Linked DNA regions of Mus musculus: all the other regions are linked to region 2. A link is a contact called in public promoter capture Hi-C data. All regions are on one chromosome and are shown on one strand. The core of a region is the stretch at or near the end of the contact, and the rest is flanking DNA. Distances in the headings are between cores, read along the strand shown. Region 1 overlaps Arid4a (AT rich interactive domain 4A (RBP1-like)). Region 2 holds the start of Nemf (nuclear export mediator factor). Region 3 holds the start of Arid4a (AT rich interactive domain 4A (RBP1-like)).

The links. Promoter capture Hi-C pulls out the DNA fragments that hold promoters and counts their contacts.
Region 1: a promoter capture Hi-C map of liver shows a contact between it and region 2, with 3 times the contacts expected there. The contact joins the enhancer-like site here to the promoter of Nemf in region 2. A contact is called at or near these places in 3 of 39 promoter capture datasets (cranial neural crest, hippocampal neurons and liver) and 1 of 115 datasets of contacts at active chromatin or transcription factors (astrocytes).
Region 3: a contact with region 2 is called in a promoter capture Hi-C map of pre-B cells, with 13 times the contacts expected there. The contact joins the promoter of Arid4a here to the promoter of Nemf in region 2. A contact is called at or near these places in 5 of 39 promoter capture datasets (cranial neural crest, hippocampal neurons, liver and 2 more), 1 of 484 Hi-C or Micro-C datasets (pro-B cells), 3 of 115 datasets of contacts at active chromatin or transcription factors (the 230-238 cell line, astrocytes and microglia) and 1 of 9 other capture datasets (liver).

What each region holds. Positions count from the first base shown.
Region 1 is chr12:71,038,916-71,042,483 of GRCm38.p6, forward strand. Arid4a (AT rich interactive domain 4A (RBP1-like)) reads left to right here. Exons shown (of 24, transcript NM_001081195.1): 8 at 924-1,056. Among named protein-coding and RNA genes, the nearest start is that of Arid4a, 25 kb to the left of the region's middle. Within about 2 kb of position 1,661, at least 73 of the 459 cell types and tissues checked have an H3K27ac peak or open chromatin away from gene starts, as enhancers often do. A contact at or near this core is called in liver, where this site is marked.
Region 2 is chr12:69,355,397-69,359,026 of GRCm38.p6, forward strand. It overlaps Nemf (nuclear export mediator factor), which reads right to left and starts at 1,780. Exons shown (of 33, transcript NM_025441.3): 1 at 1,655-1,780; 2 at 883-951; 3 at 634-736. The coding sequence starts at 1,713.
Region 3 is chr12:71,014,617-71,018,119 of GRCm38.p6, forward strand. Arid4a (AT rich interactive domain 4A (RBP1-like)) reads left to right here and starts at 1,351. Exons shown (of 24, transcript NM_001081195.1): 1 at 1,351-1,545; 2 at 2,475-2,532. The coding sequence starts at 2,527. 3110056K07Rik (RIKEN cDNA 3110056K07 gene) reads right to left here and starts at 1,207. Exons shown (of 4, transcript NR_045055.1): 1 at 891-1,207.

The sequences.
Region 1 (3,568 bases), core at 411-2,910, 1.7 Mb after region 2:
ACTAGTTTATAACTGAGGACAATGGGATTGATAGTGTCTTGGCAGTTTGGACTAGTGTTGTGTGTGTTTTCCAGTGTGTAGCAAGTGCTTAGCACATTTATTTAATAAGTCATTAATGGTATTTGTACTCATAACATAGTATTATAGTCTTTAATAATTGTAACTTTCAAAAAGTTGAGTAGGCTGATATTTCAGTGCAGGACACTCACATAAGCAATTGTAGGTGTTAGAGCTAAAGATACGGAAATGTCGTCAGTGTGGAAAGTAAAGAGTCCTGTGGTAGCTCCTAGGCAACGGGTCTGTGAGAGGAAAAGGACCAAGTGCCTCAGATCATTAGTAGTTAACAGCCCTGCATAGTGCAGTGAATGGCAGATATCAGCATATTCAGGATGCTTCAAGAGCATGTCAGATTACTATTTACCATGATTTTAAAAGCGTACATTCTCATTTTTATTTAAAAAGCATAGACTCATAATTAATGCTTGTTATGGACACTTAGAAGTAAATGATTACCCCAGAGAAGATACCTGAATAAACCCACATATACTTTTTGGGAGCTATTTTCATACCCTACTAGAAAATTAAACTTGCATTATTTGCCCCCTGGCATTAAAAACCAGACAGGTAATGTGTTTCTAAAAGTGAATGAGGTGATACAGAGAAGTTAGGCTTCTCTGTCCTGGCAGAGGAACCGAAGCCCAGGTATTCACTGACCAGTGAAGCAAACTCAAGTGTTGCTTACTTAGGTGGTTCAGTTACTTGTGTGAGGCAGGAGACTGTCCATCTCCTCAGCCCCAGTAAGAATGGAGAGGCAGCCATAGGGGCCAGTGGACCATGCAGAAGTCACAGCACTCTGACATGCCTAGGTCTGGGACACTAGGATATGGACATTTGGATAATGACCAGGTTCTCCTGACTCTTAGCACTGAAGACGAAAAGGAAGAAGAAAGCAGCGAAGAGGAAGATGAAGATAAGAGGCGTCTCAATGACGAATTATTAGGAAAAGTTGTAAGTGTGGCCTCCACAGCAGAGAGCACTGGATGGTACCCTGCTTTGGTAAGTTTCATTGCAAAATTAGTCAGCTGTATTAGTTGTCGAGAATGGATTTTTTAAAATGTATGTAAAATATTTTGGAAGTATTATAAATCTAACGAAGATGTAATTGTAATTTAATATTAAGACAGGCCCACTCACATGGCCATTGTCTTTCTTTGGCTTTCCTTCTGTTATCTGTTTGTTGACCTTTCAGGTTTTCCCCTCAGATGTGTTCTTCATTCTGCCCTGTTTATCGCCTCACCGCTTCAGTTCCTGTAGGTCAAGTCCTCAATATTCTTTATGGCTGTTTTGTTTGTTTTACTGGATAGTCCAGGCTGGCCCGGAACTTACTGTGTGGCCCAGGCTGGCCTCAGATTCATAACAATCCTCCTGCTTCAGTCTCTTCAGGTGTAGGATCACGGTGTGAGCCACCACATCTGGCTTCTTAATTCTTTCTTTATTACATTCAGCTAATTATCTAGAACTAAGTTTTTAGGTAGAACCATTTAAAAATAATCGATTTATCTCACAGTAATCCCAACAACTTGGTCAGATGTGGTGCTTCAGGGCTGTAGTCTCAGCTTCTCTAGAGTCCAAAACAGGAAGTGTGCTTCAGCCCAGGAGGTGGAGACTAACTTGGTCTCAATAACAAAACAAGACACTGGGGGTGGGGCAGGGAACAAGCACACTGGTAAGAGCACTTGCCCTGCAAGCAGGAGAGCTTGGGGACTCCGGTGCCTATGTAAGGAGCCAGGCATAGCCTGGGGTTGAGTGCCCAGACAACAGAGTCAAAACCACGCTGTCCAGCCAGCCTAGCCAAAGAAGCAAGCTTCAGTTAAGCGAGAGACCTTGTCTCAGCGCAGTGCAGTGTCGGAGAGTGACAGAAGACATCTGTTCCCGTGTTTTGCATCCCTATGTGCATGAGCACATGCATCAATGTGTTCATATGCACCCACACATCTGTGTGCATGCACCACACACACATGCGATATACAAAACCTTGATCTTTCAGTTAATTAATCTAGTTTTACTGAGTCTGCTTCATCAACTAATTTCACTTTTTTTTTTTTTTTTTTTTTTTTGGTTTTTTGAGACAGGGTTTTTCTGTGTAGCCCTGGCTGTCCTGGAACTCACTCAGTAGACCAGGCTGGCCTCGAACTCGGAAATCTTTCTGCCTCTGCCTCCCAAGTGCTGGGATTACAGGCGTGCGCCACCACTGCCCCCCTTCAAATTCTTTTAATGAATATCTAAGACTCCTTCACCATAAGCTCCCTTCCACTTTCTTATTTTATTTTTTTATTTTTAAAGCATCTGAGTGCTCTATCTGCATGAATGTCTGTGTGCCAGAAGAGGGCATCGGATCCCATTACAGATGGTTGTGAGCCACCATGTGGTTGCTGTGGATTGAACTCAGGATCTCTGGATGAGCAGTCAGTGCTCTTAACCACTGAGCCATTTTTTCAGCCCCAGCTTTTTTTATTTTTAAGTTTTATTTATTATTTATATGTAGCTGTCTTCAGACACACCAGAAGAGGGCATCAGATCCCATTACAGATGGTTGTAAGCCATCTTGTGGTTGCTGGAATTTGAACTCGGGACCTCTGGAAGAGCTGCTGTCAGTGCTCTTAACCGCTGAGCCATGTATCCAGCCCAAGCCCCAGCTTTTTTATTTTGAGGCAGGGTTTTACATATTTCAGGCTGGCCTCCAATTTGCCAGTCCGCCTAGGATGACCTTGAACTTCACCTCCCAGACACCATTGGCCCAGGCATGCTAGGCAGGCACTCTTCCACCCAGCTACTTTCCTTACTACGCCTAAGCTAACTTCTTCAATTTGTGCGCCTTTACTCCACCCTGAGTTAATGAGTGTTACCTGAGGACAGGAGTGAGCTTGCTTTGCCTTGACTGTAAATTCCTCAGAAGACAGGCAAGTGTGGGCTTTTCATTGTGACTCCCAAGAACATGCGCTCTACACATAAAGCAGACTATGTTGGGAGTTATAGACTCATTCTTTAAACCCAGTGTAGCAGCGCACGCCTTTGATCCCAGTGCTCAGGAGGCAGAGGCAGATTTCTGAGTTTGAGGCCAGCCTGGACTACAGAATAAGTCCTAGGATAGCCAGGGCTACACAGAGAAACTCTGACTTGAAACCCCCTGTCTCCCCAAAAAAGTGGTAGTAATTTTTTAGTACTGGTACATAAAGTAAACTAAGGAAGTAATAGAAAGGAAGGATCTCCACCCTTAGATGTTTAACGCTGTAGAAATGGCGGTTTCATGGCACAGAAGAAGGGACAGATGGTCACAGAGGGTCTTTTATGAGAGGTCGGAGACTGCTTAGGTGTAGTTGTCTCACAAAAATCCTCTTTGACCGATGGTGAGAGAGAGGAGGGGGAGAATAGGATGCAACTGCAAATATCATTGACCCTTGAAGCAGAAGGGCCTTCCAAGGGTCACCTAAAACTCAGGGATAATTCTGCAGATAGTTCTGAAAAGGAATGGTATTTGTGCTGCATGTTTGGGAATATTCATAAGACT
Region 2 (3,630 bases), core at 530-3,029:
CTCAACATTCTTTGAGAAGAGATGATGGCAAAGTACTACAAGTCTAGCACAAGAAGAAAGATCATCCTAAATATGAGATCAGTCTGCTCTGTATCAAGTTCCAAGCCACACTCCTTTAGTTCTGGTACTTGGGAGGCAGAGGTAGGCCCATCTCTTGAGTTTGAGGCCAACATGGTCTACAGAGAGATTTCTAGGACAGCCAAGGCTACACAGGCAAACTCTGTTTCAAACAACAACAACAATGAAACAACAACAACAACAACGAAACAACAACAACAACAACAAACAACAACAACAACAACAACAACAATGAAGCAAGTTCCAGGTCAGCAGATTAAGGCACATGGATCAACAACAACAACAACAACAACAATGAAGCAAGTTCCAGGTCAGCAGATTAAGGCACATGGATCAAGTCTGGGGATTTAAGTTGGATCTTACCCCTGACCCCTCATCTCACAGCAAAACTGACTCCCCCCCAGGTTGTCTTCTGACATTCACTTGAGAGCCCCAAGTTGTACCTGTTTGTTGTTTCCACCTACACAGACACACACACACACACACATACATACATACATGATAAATAGATAGATAAATGGAGTTTTAAAAATTAGCTCCAAACTTAAAATTTACCTTCATGGCAAAACTCGACGGCATCATGTTCTTAGGCCACTCAAATTCTGTTGTATGAATACGTATACCAGACTCAAGTAACAGTGTAGCTTTAAAATCAGGTCTGTTCAAGAGAAAGCCAAATTTTTCTTTAGGGAATTTGCCAAAACTTATTCTCTGAATTTAAAAAAACAAAACCTAAAATGCAGGATATATATATATATATATATATCATAATTTACCAAAAACAATCTTATAAAATATTCTTACTTTTGAAGCCGAATAAGATATGTCTTGTTATCCACATCATAAACGTTGTTTACTCTCATTCCTAGCAAGCTGAAAAAAAAAGAAACATATAACAAATCATTGTTCTTGGTTGAAGCAAAACTTTCCATCATTTATTGGTGTTGTGGAAAAGGAACTCTTCCGCTAAGATACCTCCACCGCCTATAAAGGTATCCTCAAATTAAATGTAGACTTTTAAGCACAAAAGTGGCCTGTTGATCTCAGTAACACCAGACTACTAGTGCTGGGGTGGGGTGGGGGGTGTAAATACAGTAAAATTAAGTCTAAATGACTTATTCGGAGCGGAGGAAGTAGCCGAGTCCCCGAAAATGCGACAAAGCTCACACAGCTGAATAGGCGACAAGTCCAGGACACAGGTCCAAATCTGCCCATTTCAGCTGGAAGGCCCTGCTACTTCTCTTTGGGAAGAAGGACGGGAATTCTGAAGAAGCCAGGCCGCCAGTCTGGAGCAAAGACGATCACTCCCGTTCTACCAAACGCTCGCTGCGGGACTCAGGCCACCCCGGCAAGACCTCTCGGAATCAGCGCCAGGGAGATGCAGCATCAGGCACGGTCCCCGGGGGGGGGGGGGGGGGGGGTGTCTCCCGGGGGCACCGGCCCCGGGCTCGGCCCCCAGGCCTAGAGAATCCCCGAGGCACCGGGACGACCGTGAGGCTCTCCGTCTCGCGACCACCCGGTGCCCGGCCTCCGCTCCCTCTGCTGTGAACGAGCCTGTCCACTCCCACCACCATACCTCGCATTCAGTTCCGCGAGCACTGCGCGGAGGTCAACCGTGCTGAACCGGCTCTTCATGGCTAGGCTGCGTGTCGCTACCGCAGTCCTTTCAGGGACTGAGCCGACGCAGGACCACTATGCTTCTGCGCATGAGCGCTTGGCTTGTGTCTACGGCAACCCAAATGACCCAATATTACTTATAGTGAAAGTGCGCTATTTAACCGAAGTTTGTTGTCAAATCATGATCAATTATTTTTTTCACTGTGTAAAAAAAACTCGACATAGAACTAACTACCTTCTCGAAACTGCGTCCTTTCCTTGAACAATGACCGGGTTAATCCCGTCCCCTTGTTTGGGGATTAAAATGGGTCTCCATTAGGATCCTGTAGGTCATTAACCATTAATCAGTTGCCCCAGGAAGGCGCTATCGCTCAGGATGGAAGAGCAAGGGGTCTTTCTAAACGCGAATTTGAGACTAGACAAAAACCAACGGTTGGTTTTCCCTGACTCTGACAAGCCGTAGAGATGGGTTCCTATTTTGCTGGGTACTACTCTCCGAAATAGGATTCTGCGGCATACTGTAGAATTCTCATTCAAGTTGAATGGGGTGGGGTTCTATATAGCCCGAGTTTCATAAATTCTTGGCACCTCAAATACTCAAAAATTCACTAAGTAAAGATGTCAGATAAAAATAAAGTAAGAGTTCCCATGGGAGAAGGAGAAAAAGTTCTCCTCCCACACCCCAGCGTTCTCTAAACTGCTTCAAGTTCTGCATGCTACCAATTCATACATAAATTATTCAGGGTTCAAATATACGATAGTTAATTCGTCTAAATTTTTCTTTTTAAAAGTTCTAATGTTAGTAATAAACAAATCTAAAACTAAGAACAAAAATCTACTAGTTTTGGACAGTGGAAGGTGTGTGTGTGTGGGGGGGTGGTTGTCATGGTCATTTTTGATACAGGGTCTTTCTATGTAGCCCAGGACACCTTAGAACTCTGAATTTTCTTGTCTCTGCCTTTTTGAGTGCTGAAATTACCAACACATTTAGAAACTGGAGGAATTTTAAAATCAGTGAAACATGTATTTAAAAGTTTAAAGTCATTAGCATTCACATCGCTATAAGTTCTTAGAATGGGTGACCAAAAAAGCAAAAGAAAGCAGGGAAAGTGTCAAATTTGTATATCTAAAAACATAAGGATTTTTGTAATTACTCTGCTTTTGAGACAGGGCATGCTATATAGTCAAGGTTAGTCTAAACTCACCCTATAAGCCAGGCTGTCCTCAGTCTCCCTCTGATTCCAGCCTCATTGGTATTGGAATTGCAGGTACATACTATCATGCCCAGATAGATCATAAACCTTTAATGTTGGCAAATGTGTTAATCTAGTTTCTATTGTTGTAACAAAATACCAACAGTTAAACAATGTACAAAGTTCACAGTTTTAGCAGCTGGAACTCTGAAACTGAGTAGCCACATCTATTTCAATCTAACAAGGGCAGCCCCCCTGCTACATTCCAGCATCTTGAGGGAAGCACATGGAAAGAGAGGGGGCAGTTCCGAGGTGAGACGGAAGCAGCAGGGGTGCACGCGCCAGGCTTCTTCTTATGATAGCTTCTTCATGAGTGAAACTGGTTTCTCTCAAGAACAATAGCATTTCTGATTTTTAAAGGCTTTCACCGCTACACCTGGCACCAAGCTTCCAGCACTCGAAAGGGATCTAAAACACAGCATTTTGTAGTAAGCATCAGTTTTTTATTCTATCCTAAATACAAGTAGAAGGCTAAATGTACAGCCAAAACATATACAGAGTCTTGGACATGGGGAAATTGATAGAAAATTGTAGGATATTTAAAATCAAAGTACAACCATGTTTCAGAAGAGAGCAACAGATCTGAATCTTTTTCAGCTCTTATCAGTCTTCCTCTGAGTCAAGTGTGGAGCTCTGGGGCTCATGGAGCTTCAGTGCTTCTGTAAATGGTTTCTATTACTGT
Region 3 (3,503 bases), core at 101-2,600, 1.7 Mb after region 2:
CCAAAATACACTTCACAATCTTAACAAATTTTGAAAAAACAAAAACAACAAATATTAACTAGTTGATATGGCGTTAGTTCAGACGTACTCAACTGTGCAATTTACTGGGGTTAACATTTCACATTTTAATTTAGGGCATAAGCTGTTGCCCAATTGTTAAGTTTTGTGTCATTTAACAAGACAATGTGCTGACGACAGAATCCATGTCTATCTGGTCCAGAAAACCCTTTCATCTAAGAAACTGTCGTTCCTTCCTGAAGCATTAATACTTTCTTCGAAAAAATAGTATAGTATTCGCCTCATGCAGTGACAAGAGTCGCTTGTCTAAGGTCATAGTGGCAGCAGCGTCTGTCCTGGCAGGCACATTCCTCAGCATTCCGAAAGCCGGGGCTTCCACGTTTCCTCCAAGCTTCACAGTTGGAGGAAATAACTCTTCTTCCCCACGCAAGACGTTTCTAGAAACCACACCTCCTCCGTCTTTTACCAAGGTGGCTGCCACCTTGGGCCCCTGGTGTCTGCAGACCGCAACCCAGCTTCCGAAATGCAATGTCAAAGGGAGACAGAGCTATGCCGGGAGGAAGGGGGGGGGGTGTCAGTAAAATCCCGCCATCCCGAGTGAAGGGGCGCAAAGGGCCGCTTACTCACCTACACGTGCGCCCCCGACCTCGCCCCCTTCCTCCACGCCCCCCCAGCCACGCTCCGCCGCCGGCGGACAGCGGCTCCCATGGCCGCCCTCGCTTCCGGTGCTCCCAGCGCTGCGCCACCCCCGAGGCCACCCGACACCGGGAGCCTCCGACAGACCTCTCGGACGACTCCGTGACTCCTCCACCCTTCGCTAGGCGTTGTCCTGGAGGGAAGGGTAAGCCGGTGCCACACTGAAATAAACCTACCCGAGAGAGTCCGCGTCCTTCCCTCCAGACACAGAAAATGGGATAGAGCTGCGGGCTGCTGCTGCCGGGACAAAATGGCGCCGGGGAACCGGTTAGGCGCAGGCGCCTGGGGAAGAGCCGGCTCCGCCCCCGTGAAAAACCCTGGCTGCAGTTCTGGATTCCGTTTCCATGGGACACGCCACCGCCCAATCCTCGTGCGGAACTGCTCTTCCTGACCCCTTGTTCTCCAATCAGTGTTCAGTCAAGCACATCCGGAGTCGGCTCCTCCAATCAAATTTTTGGGCTCTCTTACTCAATCCTCTATCCTCCAATAACGTGCGTGTTCGGATACAGCCAATCAGAAGTGGAAGCTATCCTACCTGCTGTTTTCCGCACCAATCATGGAAGTTTCCCAGCTACATCCAATGAGAAAGGCAGACAGCGAGCTCCAATCCGAAGCTATTCGGCGTCATGAGCAGCCAATAGGAGTTCGTGTAGAAGCGAGTCTGCTCAACAGCTTGTTATTTGGTGGATTGTGGCAGTAAATCGGGGCGAGTGGGGGAACCCGGCGCAGGAACTGCCGCTGCGGCCGGGAGCGGTGCTGCCCGGACGGGGACCCACGGCGATCAGTGGGGCGGCAGACTGGAGAGCTGACAGCGCTCTGCACCCGCAGTAGGTAGGTAGTCAGCGGGGGCCGCTGAATGGGCAAAGCGGCGGGAGCAGCTGCTGCCGCGATGGGGTCCCGGTGCAGTTGGGAGCTCCGCAGGCTGAGAGGGGGATGCAGGGCGGGCTGTGCCCGGGGCGCCGGGCAGCGATCGGGTCCTGGAGTCGCGGCGGCAACTGCGGGCACGACCGCCTCCGCCGCCTCCCCGGGAAAATGGCTGTGGGGCTGGCCGCGCCGCTAAGTTTGCTTTGGAGGAGCGGGCTGCCGGGAGAACCGGCCCCCAACTCTGCTGTGCTTCTTTGGCGAGGACCCGCTGCTGGACCGCGGAGATCGGGGTGCCCGCGCCTCTCCGGGCTGTACAAAAAGTTGAGGCGGGCGCGGGAGGAGACGGCCGCTGCGGCGGTGCGGCTCGCTCCCCTCCCACACCCTGTCCTGCCGCCTCCCCGCCCCGCGCCTCCCCCGCCGGGTCCCCCCGCGCCGGCCGCCGCCGCAGGCCGCCGCCCCTGCCCCCCGGGTGAAGGAGCGCTTCTCCTTCCTGACATGGTGCAGAGCGGAGGCAGGAGAGCAATGGCGCCGTGACACTCCGTTGCCGCCGCCGCGGGCCGGGCCGGGGCGGGCCAAGGGGGCCGAGCGGCGGAGGCGGGGCGCGCGCTAGAGTCGGGGCCCGGCGGGGCGCGGACCCGGGAGGCCGGGGCGCAGGGGGCTGCGAGTGGCCGACGAGGCGGGGGCGCGGTGGGCCGGCCGGCCGGGCAGGGGCGGGACGCGCTGCCCTTTGGCGCGCGTGGGGCTCACTGCCCGCCAGGCTTTGGCTGCCCGACGGGGGTCTGTCCCGGGGGCCGCGGAGCTCGGCCCCTCCCCGCCTGCATTTGTTTACTTTCTTTCCGGGTCTCACCCCGCCTTGGACTGATCCTCTGCCTCTCTTTTCCCTGCTTTGGCTCTAGCGCCCGGGAAGAGAACTCGAGGAAGCTGGAACCCCACAGGTCACCAGTCAAGATGAAGGTAAGTGGAGCCAACTCTTCTTCTTAGCCTTGTGCCCCGGACGCTGCCAGTCCGGAGGCTGCAGTTGTGGAATGGCAGCTTTTTGTTACTTAGAATTGATTTCTTTACTAAGAAGCACTTTAAGGAAAATGACATGTGAATGGGTGAGGGGTGTGTGTGTGTGTGTGTGCGTGTTCGAATGTGTGTGTGTGTGTGTGTGTATAAATGCAGGCGGTCCAACACTCTCTAGCAGTTAGCACTTTGAGAAGATCGGTGCAGTCTTTCGATTTTCAAACACTTCAGTGTCAAAAACACCTTTCAAGAAGAAAAGCTTTTGTCCTGCTTTGGTTTTTGCAAGGTTTTTTTGTTTTGCTTTGCTTTTGCTTTCTTTAAAACCTATACTTCCCCCTTTCCACTACCAATGCCATTTTCTAAAAGACATGTTATGTAGCTTGAGTAAGAGAGATAGTTCTGTATATTTTTGGGGAAAGAAAGTAAACTAAGGTGATGACAATATTTAGATTGATTAGTTCAGTCTTCATAATATATATCTTAAAACGTGGATTCTATGTGTAGCTTTTGAAGCTTCCTAATCTTACAAACATCAGTGGCAGCCTGCTTGAAGGGAAAGAAAGCTTTCATAACATTCCTCAGAATTCGGTAGGATACTGTGGCTCTTGTTTGTTTCTGGTCAGATACTTACCAAAAAGTATTCCTCTTCATTTTTTATTCTTTTTAAGTAGACTGACATTTAAACGTGCATGATTAACGTTGTACTTAGTGTTCGGTGTGTGTGTGCGTGTGTGTAAATAGAAAATATATAGTTGTTTTTGTTTCGGTTATTTTGAAACAGTATACTTTACCCGGGCTAGCCTGGAACTCACGATGTAGACTCTCAAGGCTGACCTTGAACTCCCTTGACGTCCTCCTGCGTCTGCCCAAGTGCTGGCAGGATGAGCATGCTATACCATTGCCTGACTCGGTTTAAGTAT